Linked DNA regions of Mus musculus: regions 1, 3 and 4 are each linked to region 2. Evidence: chromatin contacts called from public Micro-C and promoter capture Hi-C data. All regions are on one chromosome and are shown on one strand. Each heading gives the region's core, a stretch centred on a gene start, on an enhancer-like site or on the middle of the called end of the contact. The rest is flanking DNA. Distances are from core to core; before and after follow the strand shown. Region 1 holds the start of St3gal5 (ST3 beta-galactoside alpha-2,3-sialyltransferase 5). Region 2 holds the start of Krcc1 (lysine-rich coiled-coil 1). Region 3 overlaps Reep1 (receptor accessory protein 1). Region 4 holds the start of Polr1a (polymerase (RNA) I polypeptide A).

Region 1 (3,321 bases), core at 128-2,627, 830 kb after region 2:
TAGCCATGCTTGATTGGGGCTGGAGAAGGGAGTTCTAAAAGCTAGCCCAGGGCCTCTTCCTGTTTGTACAGGCTGACAAGCTTCCACTACAAAGCTTCAATTTTCTCAGCTGATACACAGATCTAGCACGGGACCTTGAGCAGACCCAAAAAGGAGTTTGCTATGCAGTCACCAAGAAAACTGGAGCTGTTATCTTGGAAAGCGTGCCTCCTGACTATCAGAATGCCCCTTTGTGGTTAAATGTTCTTGAGGTCGAAGGCAAGCTATTCCAATATAACAAAGACTATGGCACTAGGGGATTTCCCACACACACATGCAGTAACAAAGGGTCTGCATCCTCAGAAGAACTTGGCTACATTATATCATTTACTCTGCGCTTTGGATCCCTTTCTTGTCGGCTTTTCTAGAAGATCATGGGGAAAAATATCCTAAAAGGGAGATCCAGTCCGGTTTTAGGCCTTTTTAATGCACCAATTTTGGGATTTATTAAATGTGTTTTTAAAAATCGTATGGCATTTCCTTTCCAAAATAAGGTGTGAGAGGCCAGGGCCTCTCTAGCTTTCAGACAAATAAGATTTGAGCGCTCCAAGCCCAGGTTCTGTTCCTGCTTCGGCCTCCAAATGACTTCAAAGCTACTCACCCTCAGTCCCACACAGACCTCAGTTCCTTCTCCTGTTAAAACAAGTTGGTTGGCTTTGGTAACTAGCACAGTAACAACCGTGTAGCCTAATCGTTCTCAACCTTCCTAATGCTGCGACCCTTTAATACACTTCCTCAAGTTGTGGTGGTAACCCCTGACCATAAAAAGTATTTTCGTTGATACTTCATAACTGTAATTCCACTACTGTTGTGAATCGTAAATGTAAATAAACGTGTCTTCCATTGGTATTAGGCGACCCCCAGGTTGAGAACCGCTGATTTAGCTTGTCCTGGTATTTGTCTCTTGGGTCTCAGGAACCCAGGACCAGTAATTACCTGAAGACCAGTGGGCAGCTGGCGAATAAAGCACGTGACTACGTCAAGCCCCTTAGTTCCCCAGCTCCGACTCCTAATTGGATGCTCAGTCAAAGCCTTTAACCGGTCCAGAGCCACCTTAGGTTCTCCGGAACGCCTTCCACTATCTAATCACGCGCAAGCCTGGGGAGAGTTGAAGAGATCCCCGAGCGCGGGGCACCCTCATCCTAGGCTGCCTGGCGCCCCACCTACTTCTCGGCTGGAGTTGTCCCGCTCCCCCTCGCACTAGCAGTCGGAGGGGGCGGGGGGACAGTCCGCTCGCAGGCGGGGCCTCGGCGCACTCTGATTGGTCTCCCTTATCCTCGTGACGCGCGACCCCGCCCCCGCCTACCCCCACCCCCCTCAGCATCCGCGCGGGGGAGCGGACTGTCCGGGGCTGAATTGGCGCGAGCGCGGCGCCGGGGGCTGGCTGGGGCGCGGGGCCCCGGGCTGGCGGCTTGCCAGCGCTCCCTCCCTAGCATGCACACAGAGGCGGTGGGCGGCGCGGCGCGGAGGCCCCAGAAGCTGCGAAGCCAAGCAGCGGCACCTGCCTGCCGAGGTACGTGGCGCAGCCCCCAGTCGGCAGAGCGGACACCGGGGAGCCCAGATAGCGGCGATCCGCCTTTGCGATACCCCAGGCCCAGCGGCTCCTCCCCAGCCCTGCGACGCCGGACGCGCCTGCTAGGGGACACGGGCGGAGGGTCGCGGCCCCTGGCTGCCTACATGGGCGCCCCCGGCGCAGCCTGCGCAGGTGTGGACGCGGCGCTGCGGGTAAGGATGACCTGCCCCGCGTGGCAGGTCCAGCCAGAGTGGCCCTCTTCACGTCGCTTGGTTCTGGGATTTTAATTCATTGCTGGAACCTTCTGAGCCGGCAGAGTCGAATAGACTCAGTGTCTCCCTTGACTGCTTTGGGGAACCTTGTACAGGGTAACTAGTGGCGCCTGAACCCTCCTGGTGCATCCATGTGGGTAGACGTGCAGTGTGAAAGTGGGTAGCTTTCTGCTGGCAGAAATTCACTGGTGACCTTCCCTGCCCCCTCTCTGCGGCCAGTCCTGCGGAGGAGACACATTGGGAGACCGTTTTGGTTTCTTGGAAATTTTAAGCTGTGTCCTGACGAGGGGACGCGTTCTTTGTGCGCTGTTTTATTTGTTTGTTTTGCGGAGAGGGTGTTAGAGAACAATTGGTAGGACCCCAGTAAATGAAAGCTCTTGTCCCTACTGCACATCAGCTGGATGACCTTGGCAGACACTGATATCCTCCTGTGGGGAGCTTGCTCTCCAGGTCTGTACTGGAAGACTTAACTTGCTGTTGGCTTGGGTCTCTTCCACAATGAGTTTGTGGTTTTAACCATTTAGAATAAATATGTCAATTGGCGAGAACTCTGTAGAATCACTAGCTGACTTGGAAATGAAATTTTTATACCTTTCCCCCCAGTAATTCAGTCTTAATTCACATATATGAATTTTGCCTTTGCAAAATTAGGTGTAAATGTAAGTAGATGTACTTAAAAGGAGGAAGAGGCATTTTTATGTGTTGTGCTTTTTCTGGGACCGATGGGTTTCAGGTTCCTTCAGCCAAGAGCTGTGCTGGGTTTTAGACTTACAAAGGAAGGAGACTCACACTCATCTCTGCCCTCTGGTGTCTAGCCAAGCCTTCCCTTGGTTTATGACTGTAAATCCTCTTCTACCTGCAGCCCTACGCAAATGCTGGGCCTGAGAAGAGGGATTTGTCTGCTGAAAGAAAGGACCAGAAAAGTAGGTTTTGGTTTCTTTTGTGTAATTCCATATCCTGACAGCTCAGAATGGTTTCTCACATTGCTGGTTGCAGGGCTAGGAATTGTCTGATTTCCAAGTTTTTGGTCAAGAGAATATTAATATGAGCTTCCAGAGCACTGTAGTCAGAGTGCTGCATCTCCTGACACTCATGTCTGCTATGTGGTCGGTGCTGTGGCTATCAGGCTGATAGTGTTTTCTTTGAGACTTGAAAAGAAATTGAGATGATTGGAGGTTTGGGTGGCTGTTTTGTTGGTTGGTCGGTCCGTTGGTTGGTTGGTTGGTTTGGGTTTTTGAGTCGGGGATAGCATGCTGTTCAGGCTGGCTTTGAATTCACTGGTGCATCCGAAGCTGGCCTTGAACCACTGATCCAAGTGCTGGGATCACAGACTTGTGCCAACATGCCTGGCTTAAACAGAGTAAGAGGAGGTGTGACAAGGCTTCTGGAAAATGGCATGCTGGGGGCTGGCAGGAAATTCTAAAAGCACACATTTATGATGATTCTGCAAATGCATTCAGCTTGACATACACTGGTCACTGCCCCATGTCATCAAAA
Region 2 (3,348 bases), core at 357-2,856:
CACGATTATGAGCAGATCTTTAGGAACACCACGTTTCTATTTCTTTGTAAGTTTTTATGTAATACAGAATATTTTAAAAATAAAATTAATAAATATTTTTAAAGGGTAGAGGGAAGAGAGAAAGTCACTCACATAATAGCCCATTATATGTTGTCTAATTACAGCACAGACCAAAACCTCAGGTTCTCTCTTGTCCCTGTGTTATTAATAAGCGTGGAATCATTAATGGACTGCTTGTCTCTGTGTGAAGCCTTTTACGGACGGAGTTTATTAGGCAGTCGGGGAGTGGCAATGCTTGGCAACGGAAGCAAGTGCAGCCTGTTGACTTACACAGTAGTGTAGTATTAACCGGAAGCAGGGCCTTTAACATGGTCCAGTGGGTGAAGGGGCTTCTAATTCCAGCACTTGGGAGTCTGAGGTAGAAGGATCCTGTATTCCAGGCCAGCCTGGGAGTAAAGCAGTCTTCGGCTTTAAAAACCAAAGACCCTAGTGGAGCTTCCTGGCTCACTCGTTAAATTTCAGCCCTTGCGAGACTGAGAGATGATAGAAAGGGATTGGTGAAGGCGAGTGGAAATGAAGGGTAGACAGACATCTCCTGAAACAGAACTGATCTTTAATCAGAACTGAAGGGCTGCAGTCTCTCAGGGAAGTGAGACTATGCCCAAGTGGCACGTGTTGGGGAGTAAGGGGTTGGGTTTTGTAGGACTGAAAGGGGGGGGGGGAGGCGGAGGGAGGGAGCTTTGGGGTTGGAAGATTCCATTTGCAGGTCAGTTCCCCTGCAGTCAGGAAGTGGGAGAGGCTAGCGGGTCTGGTATGTGGATCTCCTTATCAGAAGCTTCAGCAGTCAACAGTCAACTCTGGGCTTCTCAGTCCATCTGAGGTTTTTAAGTGATTACTTCAATCCATGCTTGGGACCAGCCTGAGCTAAAGTAAGACCCTATTACACATGGGTCGGTGTGCTGCCAAGCCCCAGAAGCTGAGTTCGACTTCTGGGGTGCATAAGGTAAAAGGAGCCCCACCCTCACTCCGCTCCACACAAAATAATGACCATGTAAAGAAAACTAAAATATACTTTAGTAGTACCTGTGTGATGTTGTATCTATGTAATAGGAGCGTGTATGGTGAGCATACCGTGTGTGTGCTTTGAGGAATACTATGCACGAACGTGTATAATCTAAGAGGGAATTTATGGACTATGCTAGCTAGCAACGTACCATGAGCAGGGATGGTGCTTAATATTTAGTCTTAATATAAGAGCACAAGAAAGAGGAAAGGCAGATGTGCGTTTCTTAGATATTTTGGCCGGTGGATCCATACATTTCCAGACTCACTTTGGCTTCCGGGCTGAACCTCGTCACTAGGTTTCTTTCCTCCAATGGCAAGAAGGACCGACACCCAAGCTCCTACCCACACGGACAGAGCCGGTTAGTCCGAAATGGCGGGAAGGGGCGGAGCACACATGGAGGGCGGGGCTAGAAAATTTCCCGAGGGCTCGGCCGCCCTGCTGCGCACGCGCACCTGCGCGCCCCCGCCGCCATGGCGCTGGCGCTGTCCAGTCAGCCGCGGGTGGTGGCGGCGACTTCCCCTCAGGAAGTCAGGTCTCCGCCTCCTCCCCCCCTCCCACCCCGCCTGCTCTGCGGCGGAGGCGGCGGCGGCGGCAGCGGTGTCTCTGCCTCTCCGCCACCTCCACCGCAGCCTCTGACCCCCGGCCGGCGTTGTTGGCGGGGAGGGGGACAGTAGTTGTAGACGCCCGCCCCTGCCTCAGAGAAGGTGAGTTCCCGCCCGGCGGCGGGGGCGGCCCGAGCTCCAGCCCTCAACTCCCGCGGCCTGGTGAAGGCCGAGCGCCCCGGCCCCGCCCCGCCGCGCCTTCGAAATGGCCGACGAGAGCCGGGCGCGGCCCCCCTCGGAGCGCCTGACTCTCTCCTCAGAACCCCTCAGCATCCGCGGCGCCATGGCCGAGGGACCTCACGGCCTGGCGAGGAAGCCGAGGTCCGAGGGGGCTAGGAGAAGAGGCGGCCGAGCCGAGGGCAGTGGGGGTTCAGTGAGGAATCCCCGTCCTCCAGCGACCCCGGGAGAGAGCAGCCTCGGTTTGGTGCAGGAGCGTGGACAGGAGACTTCCCAGCAGGCCACTTAGCGACAGGCATGAGTGGGGAATTAGGGAGCTCTGGACAGGAGGGTGGGAGCTTCCAGGTTTCCTCAAGGAAGAGGAGAGGTGAGGTGGAGGGGACGGATCACCCCGAAGCTTTTCTAGGCTTCTGGATTGCCAGGAAGACGAGTTAGAAAAAAATGTCCAGACGTCTCTTGACCGTAGTAACCCGAGTTTTAGCATTTTTTGACCAGTGTGAGAGTGGCGAGAAGCAAGATTTTATTCCAACCCTACTGACTAGGAGCAGAACTGAGCTGTGTTCTGGAGTGCTCCGAGTGACTTTGGCCTTTAAAAAAAAGTGTAAGGAGAGAAGGCCTGAAGTAGACAGGAGAGGTGAAAACTCCCCAAGGGTTAGGCATTGCTTCTGCCGGCTGAGAACTAGGAAGTTAGGCGCCTCCTTCATCCCAGTTACATTTCAAAGAATTGCTTCTATAGACTCTGAAAGACCGCTGAGCTGTGGGAAATAAGCTTAAAATGAGGGGATAGTTAGAGTCTTTGTTGGGCGTGGTGCTGAGCGCCTTAAATCCCTAGCAGTGGAGGGGCAGAGGCCATCCTGGTCTACATGAGAATTCCTAGCCAGCACGAGCTATAGAGTGAAACACTACCTCAGGAAAAAAAACAAAAATGGCCTGGGACCGGGCAGAATTTGTTAGCTTTTTAAGAGTGAGCTCTACTGTGGGTAGAACTCCTTAGACCCCAGCATCACAAACACGGAGGCGTGTCATCTGTTGAGGGCTAAAATAAACAGTAAACCTGACAGCCAGAGCTTTTCCTTAAAGTGTGGCAGGGGTGTCCCAGGCACTTGACACTGGGCACCGTGTTAAATTGTGATTTAAGTCGCTTTTTATGGATGGAGGTTTGGAGAGTTTTGACATTCTCACCAACACATTTACCAAAACACAAAAGCTGTAGACTACCCCAGTAGATGTGTGTGTGTGTGTGTTATAGGTACTACACACCTGAGACAGCCTGCACCTGTGAGATAAATCTTTAAAGCAGTTTTGGAAATAATTTTATATCGTGGCATTTGATTCCCCACTGCAGAAGAGTTCAGTAAAACACCAAGAAACAGAAAAACTATTTTTAGTACTTTTACCTTATATTGCTCCTTGTCTCCAGTGTGAAAGATAATGGAAGCCAGACTATCACAGGATAATTTAGATTCCTTTTCTATATATAATACCTGTAAATATAACACTAAA
Region 3 (3,175 bases), core at 325-2,824, 520 kb after region 2:
AAGCTCTTGCCTATAGCAGCACCCATGTAGCAGCTCCTGTTTCCTCATCCCCACCCTTGTGCTAGCCCACTTTTCACACCACAGACTACATCCACTCTCTTGACTTGCTGCTGGAAACATAACTTTGCCTTTGTAACCAGTAACCACAAGGAGGCAGTTTTGGCAACAGCCTGCTGTCTGACTAGATGGGCATCATTCACTGGGAAATCGAATTATGTTTTCTCATTCCTTTATTTTATTCCCAGTCAGTCAGTCTGACCTTTTAAAAATAGGACTCAGAGTTGCTATTTCTAGGATGATAAGAGGACGTTCTATAGGTGTAATGCAAGAAGGCATGGAAAGATAAAGATGAGACAGGAAGGGAAAAGAAACAGTCAGCCACTTGCATAGCTCCTGCAACAACAGTCCATGTTAGAAGGGCAGATGAGGGGAAAGAAGGAAGGGATGCTGAAAGGTTAAGGCTTGAGAAGGACGTGGGAAGGGGTGAAGCTTTATAAATGACTGTGACTTATTACCTGAGTGCCCGAGAGTTCAGAAATGTGGAAGAAGGCTGAAGAGATATCTCTGAAGAATTCACGTGGTAGGCAGGGCTTCGAACTGAGAACTACCCTTACAGCTCCGTGTTCCAAGTTCCTGAACCCCTGTTTCCTGGAGATGCTCGATTCAGATATGATCCGGATAGCCTGATACAGAGATCACCAGGCCATTTGATTCTGCCTGTTATTTCTCATTAAGAGCACTTTCCAAAATGAAGGTCAGGAAACAGACCTTTATCCCAGACATTCCTGTCCCCCACTGTAAAATGAATGACACGAAAGAAAGATATTGGAATACTAAGGCTAGTTTTCAGCACACACCACAAACTGTTTCTAGAAGGTTCTTACTATCCTAACATCCTTTTCTTTCCTTTCCTTTTCTTTTCTTTCCTTTCCTTTTCTCTCACTACTCCAAAGCCTTCAGTGGAGAACTGAGCTCTGTTTCCTGCCCTTTGCTTCCGGGGCCTCGGCCCTCACTGTGCACAACTGTGAGCCAATGTGTGAGGCTCAGACTCAGGCCAGCCACGCTGCCCTACCCAGAACCGTGCATGTTTTGTCAACTTGGTCGTTTGTACCCTTATAGGAATTTCTGTCCTGATGCCCTGGTCGGACTGAGGTCCTTGGCAGCAGGATCCACTTCACACTGACCGGTGTTCGATCCTCTTCAGGACCTCGTGGAGCTTTGTCAGCTTCCCACCAGCGCTTGTTGTGTGTGAACAGAGAAACGCATGGCTGAGTGGATGAGCGAGGGAGGGAGGGAGGGAAATGGGGACCGCGTGGCTCTCTTCAGTATCTTGGTGGCTTGTGCCCATGGCTTTTTTTTTTTTGTCCCCTTTTTACCCTTTATCAGGTGGCTCGAATCTTTCATTTTGTCTCCTCCTTGGATCTCAGAGAAGGGCAGGTAACCCCGTTGAGAGGTGTGACTAACTCCAAACCGATCCAGTCTGGTAGAGAGGCTCTGCAGCCATCTCTGCCCACCAGCCTCTGGTCTGGATCAGAGGGAGGTGTTTTGCTGCCCCGACACCTGTGCGTGACACATGTGACTCCATGCCAGACACACGGCTGGCTGCACTTTGTCATCATACCAGAGCCTTTTAGTGTGCTTGGTTGGCAGCATCTAACACGTGACTAACTTACTCAGTCCCCACCCCCTTTGGTCAATGCCTGGAGAATGAATTGAATTTGTACTGATGCTCTCATGAAATCCTCATCTCTTTCCGTTTTGTTAATCCAGGGTTTTGTCCTAAATACAGCCCGACCTCCATGTGGCATGCTTAGGTGGGGCTGCTGGGCCCTGCTGTCGAGCACGTTCGGCTGGAGAGGCTGTCAGCGGGCTGAGTGTGACGTGAGGTGTAGCAGGAAGCACTAACTCTTCTTGAACTACCCCTGGGAAATGTGGTTATGCCAGAGGCTTTGTTGTCAATTGCCTGACTCACTAAAACCTTCACTTCCACAGTGGGCACTGGGTCTCTGGGGACGGGAGAGGAGCTAAACTTTGCACTTCTTTGTGCCTTCCCCTGCGACTTGGTGGGTCCCTCCAGAACCTGCACAGGGCCTTAAATTGTTCCATTTCTGAGAGTATCTATCTTACCTCTCAGATCTGGTACACAACTGTAATCCTGCCTTTAGGAACTGGAGGCAGGAAGATCAGGAGCTAGAGGTTACCTTGACTATGTAGTGAGCTAGAGGCTAGCCTGGGCTATGTGAAACTCTGTTTCCAAAGTCAAAGAGAGGAGCTAGAGAAGTGGCTCAGAGGTTGAGGGCCGGGTTCAGTTTCTAGCATCCATACAGTGGCTTACAAACATCTGTAACTCCAATTCCAGGGGATCCAATACCTACTTCTGACCTCCACAGCCACCAGACATGCATGTAGTACACACACATACTTACATGCAGACAAAACACTCATACATGTAAAATAAAATAACTAGATATTAATATTTATTATTAAGTTCCAGGCAGTAGTGGTGTATGACTTTAATCCCAGCATTTGGGAGGCAGAGGCAAGTGGATTTCTGAGTTCGAGGCCAGCCTGGTCTACAGAGTGAGTTCCAGGACAACTGGGACTACACAGAGAAACCCTGTATCAAAGAAAGAAAGAAAGAAAGAAAGAAAGAAAGAAAGAAAGAAAGAAAGAAAGAAAGAAAGAAAGAAAGAAAGGAGGAAAAAAGAAAAAAAGAAAAACCCTGTCTTGAAAAACCAATATATAAATATATTTTATTAATTAATATTAACAGCTAATATTAAAACAATACAAAACATAGACTGCCTAAATTGTTTGGGGTTTGAAGACATTTGTCACTGTCATGAATGCCCTGTGTTCCCAGAGGAATCCTCAGGGTTGTCTCGGGAGACTGCTGGGTGTTACTCGACTTTCAGTTGCACTGCCTCCTGTGCAAGATGCAAAAGTACAAAGAGGGTGAGGTCCCCGTGGCCCTACCACCCATAAAGCCTGCCACTTGAAGCATGCTTCCATTGAGCAAAGACAGTCATGGGCATTAACAACGAAAAGCAGGACCCCATCCACCCCCTCAGCCATCAAAATTGCAAAGATTCTGTCTGGGGTGGAATAAAGCGGTGATGCTTAGTGGTGGAAAAGTACTAAAACCTGCCCAGCAAATGTACCGCTCTTAGGCTGG
Region 4 (3,299 bases), core at 573-3,072, 640 kb after region 2:
AGTCCCTACTCTTAGCTCCAGTGCTCTCTCATCCCTATTCTTGTTTCTAAAGACAGGGCATTACTGTATGAACTCAGTAGGTACACTAGTCCTACTATGCAGAGATCCCTGTGCCTCTGCCTCCTGAGACTAAAGGAGTATGGTACCATGGTCAGCCACTGTTCCTATTCTTATGCAGGGAAACAAATGAATCTAATCATATTTATACAATGATATCAAATAGCCACTCCAAATGAAACAAAAGTACACCTAATAGTTCACTTATAAATTAAATGTATAGTTTACACATAAAATTATATAACAAGACTTAAAAAATAACAGCTAACATGGTATTTGTCTATGTGCTAGGCACTATTTAAATCCTTATGTTTTATTTACAGTAAATACCCAATCACCTGGTAAGTGAATAGCAAAATACTCACCATGTTTTCTTTTTTGGAATGACTATTTCTTCAATCCCTTATGTAGAAAAAAAAATAAAAATAAACAATTTTCTAACAACACAAAGAAATACAATGTCTTTTCATTTTTAAAAACTTCTATTTCCATAGTTTTAAAAATACCTGTTATATCTGATCCTTCAACCTTTGGGAGGGATTCAGTTCCAGCATAAAATCTGCATTAAAAACAAAACAACAAAAATCCCACTGTTAGCACTGCTCCCTGATGGCCTCAGCTCAGCTCCTACCGCTAGCTCTGCTGACTCAGCTCCACCCGCATGCACACATTCTGAGCCACATTTATAGAGGCATTTAGATGTAGTGTAAACTTGTAACCCAGTTTTATTTATTTTTTTGTATTGGTCCAAAGACATCGTATGAGCTAATTATCCACTCTACAACTGACTTAAAACCACCTCCTATTTCCACCAGGCCACTGCATGAAGGATGTACAAAGAAATTACATAAGTATTTGCAACACCACCAGATGGAAAGAATGGGGTCAGACGTTTTAAGGCTTTCTGCTTTTACTAAAGTCTTAGCTTATTCTTAGCTGAAGGTTCTCATAACGTTCAGTCCATACTGGTAATATTAGCCTGCCCTTTATTTGTGAAAGATCTGTTACTTTGCCCTTTCTTTTTTGCAGGGTTAAAATGAATAAGGGGGGGGGGTGATAAAGAAATTTGTGTAGGGGCTTGTAGCGGCACTCACGGAAATGTAAACTTCACGAGAACAGGGCCCTAGTTTAAAGGGTAATTTTGGCTATACATAGTATTGCAACCAACCAATAAAAATTTTCCGAAAGAATTCCCGAACTCGCAGATCTAAAGATCACTAAATACGACGCTACCTCGTGTTACCCTTGAGAGGGCCGGGCCTCGACCATACAAATGCCTTTGCATCTTACCTACTTTCACGACTCTCAGGGAAATGCAAGACCAAAATGACTCTGGGTCTTCTTACCTGCAACAGACCTTCGGTTCACACACACCCGTCCCCCGAGTGGTCTGCAGCAAGACAAGCCCGCTGCGAAAGGACAGGCGGCGAGCTGCAACCGCCGCCGCCGCCATCTTTGGACTCTTCGCGGAGCACGTCGGGAACGACCTCCGCCTCCAGGGTCGAGGGGCGGGGCTGGCGTGGAACGTCTCATCTCCAAACGGGTGGTCACAAGGTCCTGTTTGGCTAGACTAGCAGCGGAACGCTCAGTACACATCGTTCACCTCGAATAAACTTACTTGAAATGCTGTTCTAAAGTCTCCTGTGTAATTTTGCTTTTAAACTGAAGGAGGGTTTTGAGACAGTTTTCTTCCACTCCTTACCCACCCCGAAAGCAAAAATGAACTCGTCCAAGCCAATTTGCCAAGCCGCGGTTCTCGCACGCAAGCGCAGTGGAAAAACACATGGTGGCTCTGCGCTACAAGACTCAAGTGGCGTTCTCTGCGGCTGACTGGAACTTCTCTCGTAGTGACGGACCTCAAAACTGACTCGGAAGATGCTGGCCTCCAAGCACACACCATGGAGGCGGCTTCAGGGCATTTCCTTCGGAATGTATTCGGCCGAAGAGCTCAAGTAAGGAGTTAGTGGGATGCGTGTAGAACAGGGTTGTGGAAGTTGGAGCTGGGAACTACGATTCCCAGAAGGCTTTGAGCCGAGCCAGTCCGGGGGCGGCGGGGTCGGGGTGGGGGGTGGGGGGCTGGCTGCCTAGTGCTTGCTTGCTGGTAATGGGAAGGAATGCGCTTGCTGCATTTTCATCTGTTCATCTTCCTCATTAATCAACTAGTTTTATGTCATTTATAATCACATTACATCACACGCTTATCAACTTCCTAATTAGTCTCCTCTGGTCCAAGCGATGATGAACTTTTAAATCTTGGATCAAGACCCTGGCTATGAAGTCCTGGGGACTCTTCTCTAATGCTTTTTGATCACGATAGCATACACGCTTCTTAGACTCCCATTAATAACTCAACATGCATTAAAAACTCCCAGCATTGCCGGGCAGTGGTGGCGCACGCCTTTAATCCCAGCACTTGGGAGGCAGAGGCAGGCGAATTTCTGAGTTCGAGGCCAGCCTGGTCTACAGAGTGAGTTCCAGGACAGCCAGGACTACACAGAGAAACCCTGTCTTGAAAAAACAAACAAAACAAAACAAACCCTCCCAGCATTCAGGAGACAGAGGCAGGAGGATCTCTGTGGGTTCGAGGCCAATCTGGTCTTACAGAGTCAGTTCCAGAGCTTCGTGGACACAGAAAACCCGTCTCGAAAAATAAAAAAACAAACAAACAAAAAGGTAGACCACACTGGTAACATCAGCACTACCCCCTCTAGGACACATCTTGCCATTGCAATCTCCATATGTAATCAGTCAGTCTTCATTTCCCTGCCCCTGCCGCATGGTAACCACCTGTCTACTTTCTATTTCAGTTATTCTGACTGTTCAGGCCCCTATTCAAGTAAAAGGAGTCAGTCAGCCCCGACTTCTTGTAACTGGCCAATGCATTTAGCATACTGTCCTCAAAATTATAGATAAATAGATCAGAACTTCCTTCCTTTTTAGGGTTAAGTAAATAGAACATGATATAGATAGATAGATAGATAGATAGATAGATAAATAGATCAGAACTTCCTTCCTTTTTAGGGTTAAGTAAATAGAACATGATATAGATAGATAGATAGATAGATAGATAGATAGATGTGTGTGTGTGTGCGCGCGCGCGTACATGCCGATTCATCAGCTCATCTGCTGATGGACATTTGGGCTATTTCCAATTTTTGGCAATTGTGAATGAGGCTTCTATTAAAGTGTGTACACACCCAGACTCAGAATTCCTGGTTTAGACATTAATGCCATTTTTAACC

Evidence for each region. Promoter capture Hi-C pulls out the DNA fragments that hold promoters and counts their contacts. Hi-C and Micro-C count contacts between places; a contact is called where the count stands out from the background.
Region 1: a promoter capture Hi-C map of pre-B cells shows a contact between it and region 2. The contact joins the promoter of St3gal5 here to the promoter of Krcc1 in region 2. A contact is called at or near these places in 2 of 39 promoter capture datasets (the C10 cell line and pre-B cells), 1 of 484 Hi-C or Micro-C datasets (the G1E-ER4 cell line) and 1 of 115 datasets of contacts at active chromatin or transcription factors (pancreatic cancer cells).
Region 3: a contact with region 2 is called in a promoter capture Hi-C map of pre-B cells. The contact joins the enhancer-like site here to the promoter of Krcc1 in region 2. A contact is called at or near these places in 8 of 39 promoter capture datasets (the C10 cell line, cranial neural crest, frontonasal cranial neural crest and 4 more), 5 of 115 datasets of contacts at active chromatin or transcription factors (the NIH/3T3 cell line, embryonic stem cells, epiblast stem cells and 2 more) and 2 of 9 other capture datasets (adipose tissue and liver).
Region 4: a Micro-C map of embryonic stem cells shows a contact between it and region 2, with 9 times the contacts expected there. The contact joins the promoter of Polr1a here to the promoter of Krcc1 in region 2. A contact is called at or near these places in 3 of 39 promoter capture datasets (erythroid cells, liver and pre-B cells), 3 of 484 Hi-C or Micro-C datasets (CD4 T cells, CD8 T cells and embryonic stem cells) and 3 of 115 datasets of contacts at active chromatin or transcription factors (embryonic stem cells, extraembryonic endoderm stem cells and trophoblast stem cells).

Annotation. Positions count from the first base shown.
Region 1 is chr6:72,096,231-72,099,551 of GRCm38.p6, forward strand. St3gal5 (ST3 beta-galactoside alpha-2,3-sialyltransferase 5) reads left to right here and starts at 1,378. Exons shown (of 7, transcript NM_001035228.2): 1 at 1,378-1,552. The coding sequence starts at 1,474.
Region 2 is chr6:71,270,071-71,273,418 of GRCm38.p6, forward strand. Krcc1 (lysine-rich coiled-coil 1) reads left to right here and starts at 1,607. Exons shown (of 3, transcript NM_001354706.1): 1 at 1,607-1,770. It overlaps Mir8112 (microRNA 8112), which reads left to right and starts at 1,601; the gene lies at 1,601-1,731.
Region 3 is chr6:71,786,662-71,789,836 of GRCm38.p6, forward strand. The region is part of intron 5 of Reep1 (receptor accessory protein 1); the gene reads left to right. Among named protein-coding and RNA genes, the nearest start is that of Mrpl35, 36 kb to the right of the region's middle. Within about 2 kb of position 1,575, at least 21 of the 459 cell types and tissues checked have an H3K27ac peak or open chromatin away from gene starts, as enhancers often do. A contact at or near this core is called in pre-B cells, where this site is marked.
Region 4 is chr6:71,907,231-71,910,529 of GRCm38.p6, forward strand. Polr1a (polymerase (RNA) I polypeptide A) reads left to right here and starts at 1,823. Exons shown (of 34, transcript NM_009088.3): 1 at 1,823-2,009. The coding sequence starts at 1,933. It overlaps Ptcd3 (pentatricopeptide repeat domain 3), which reads right to left and starts at 1,532. Exons shown (of 24, transcript NM_027275.3): 1 at 1,404-1,532; 2 at 564-616; 3 at 423-459. The coding sequence starts at 1,510.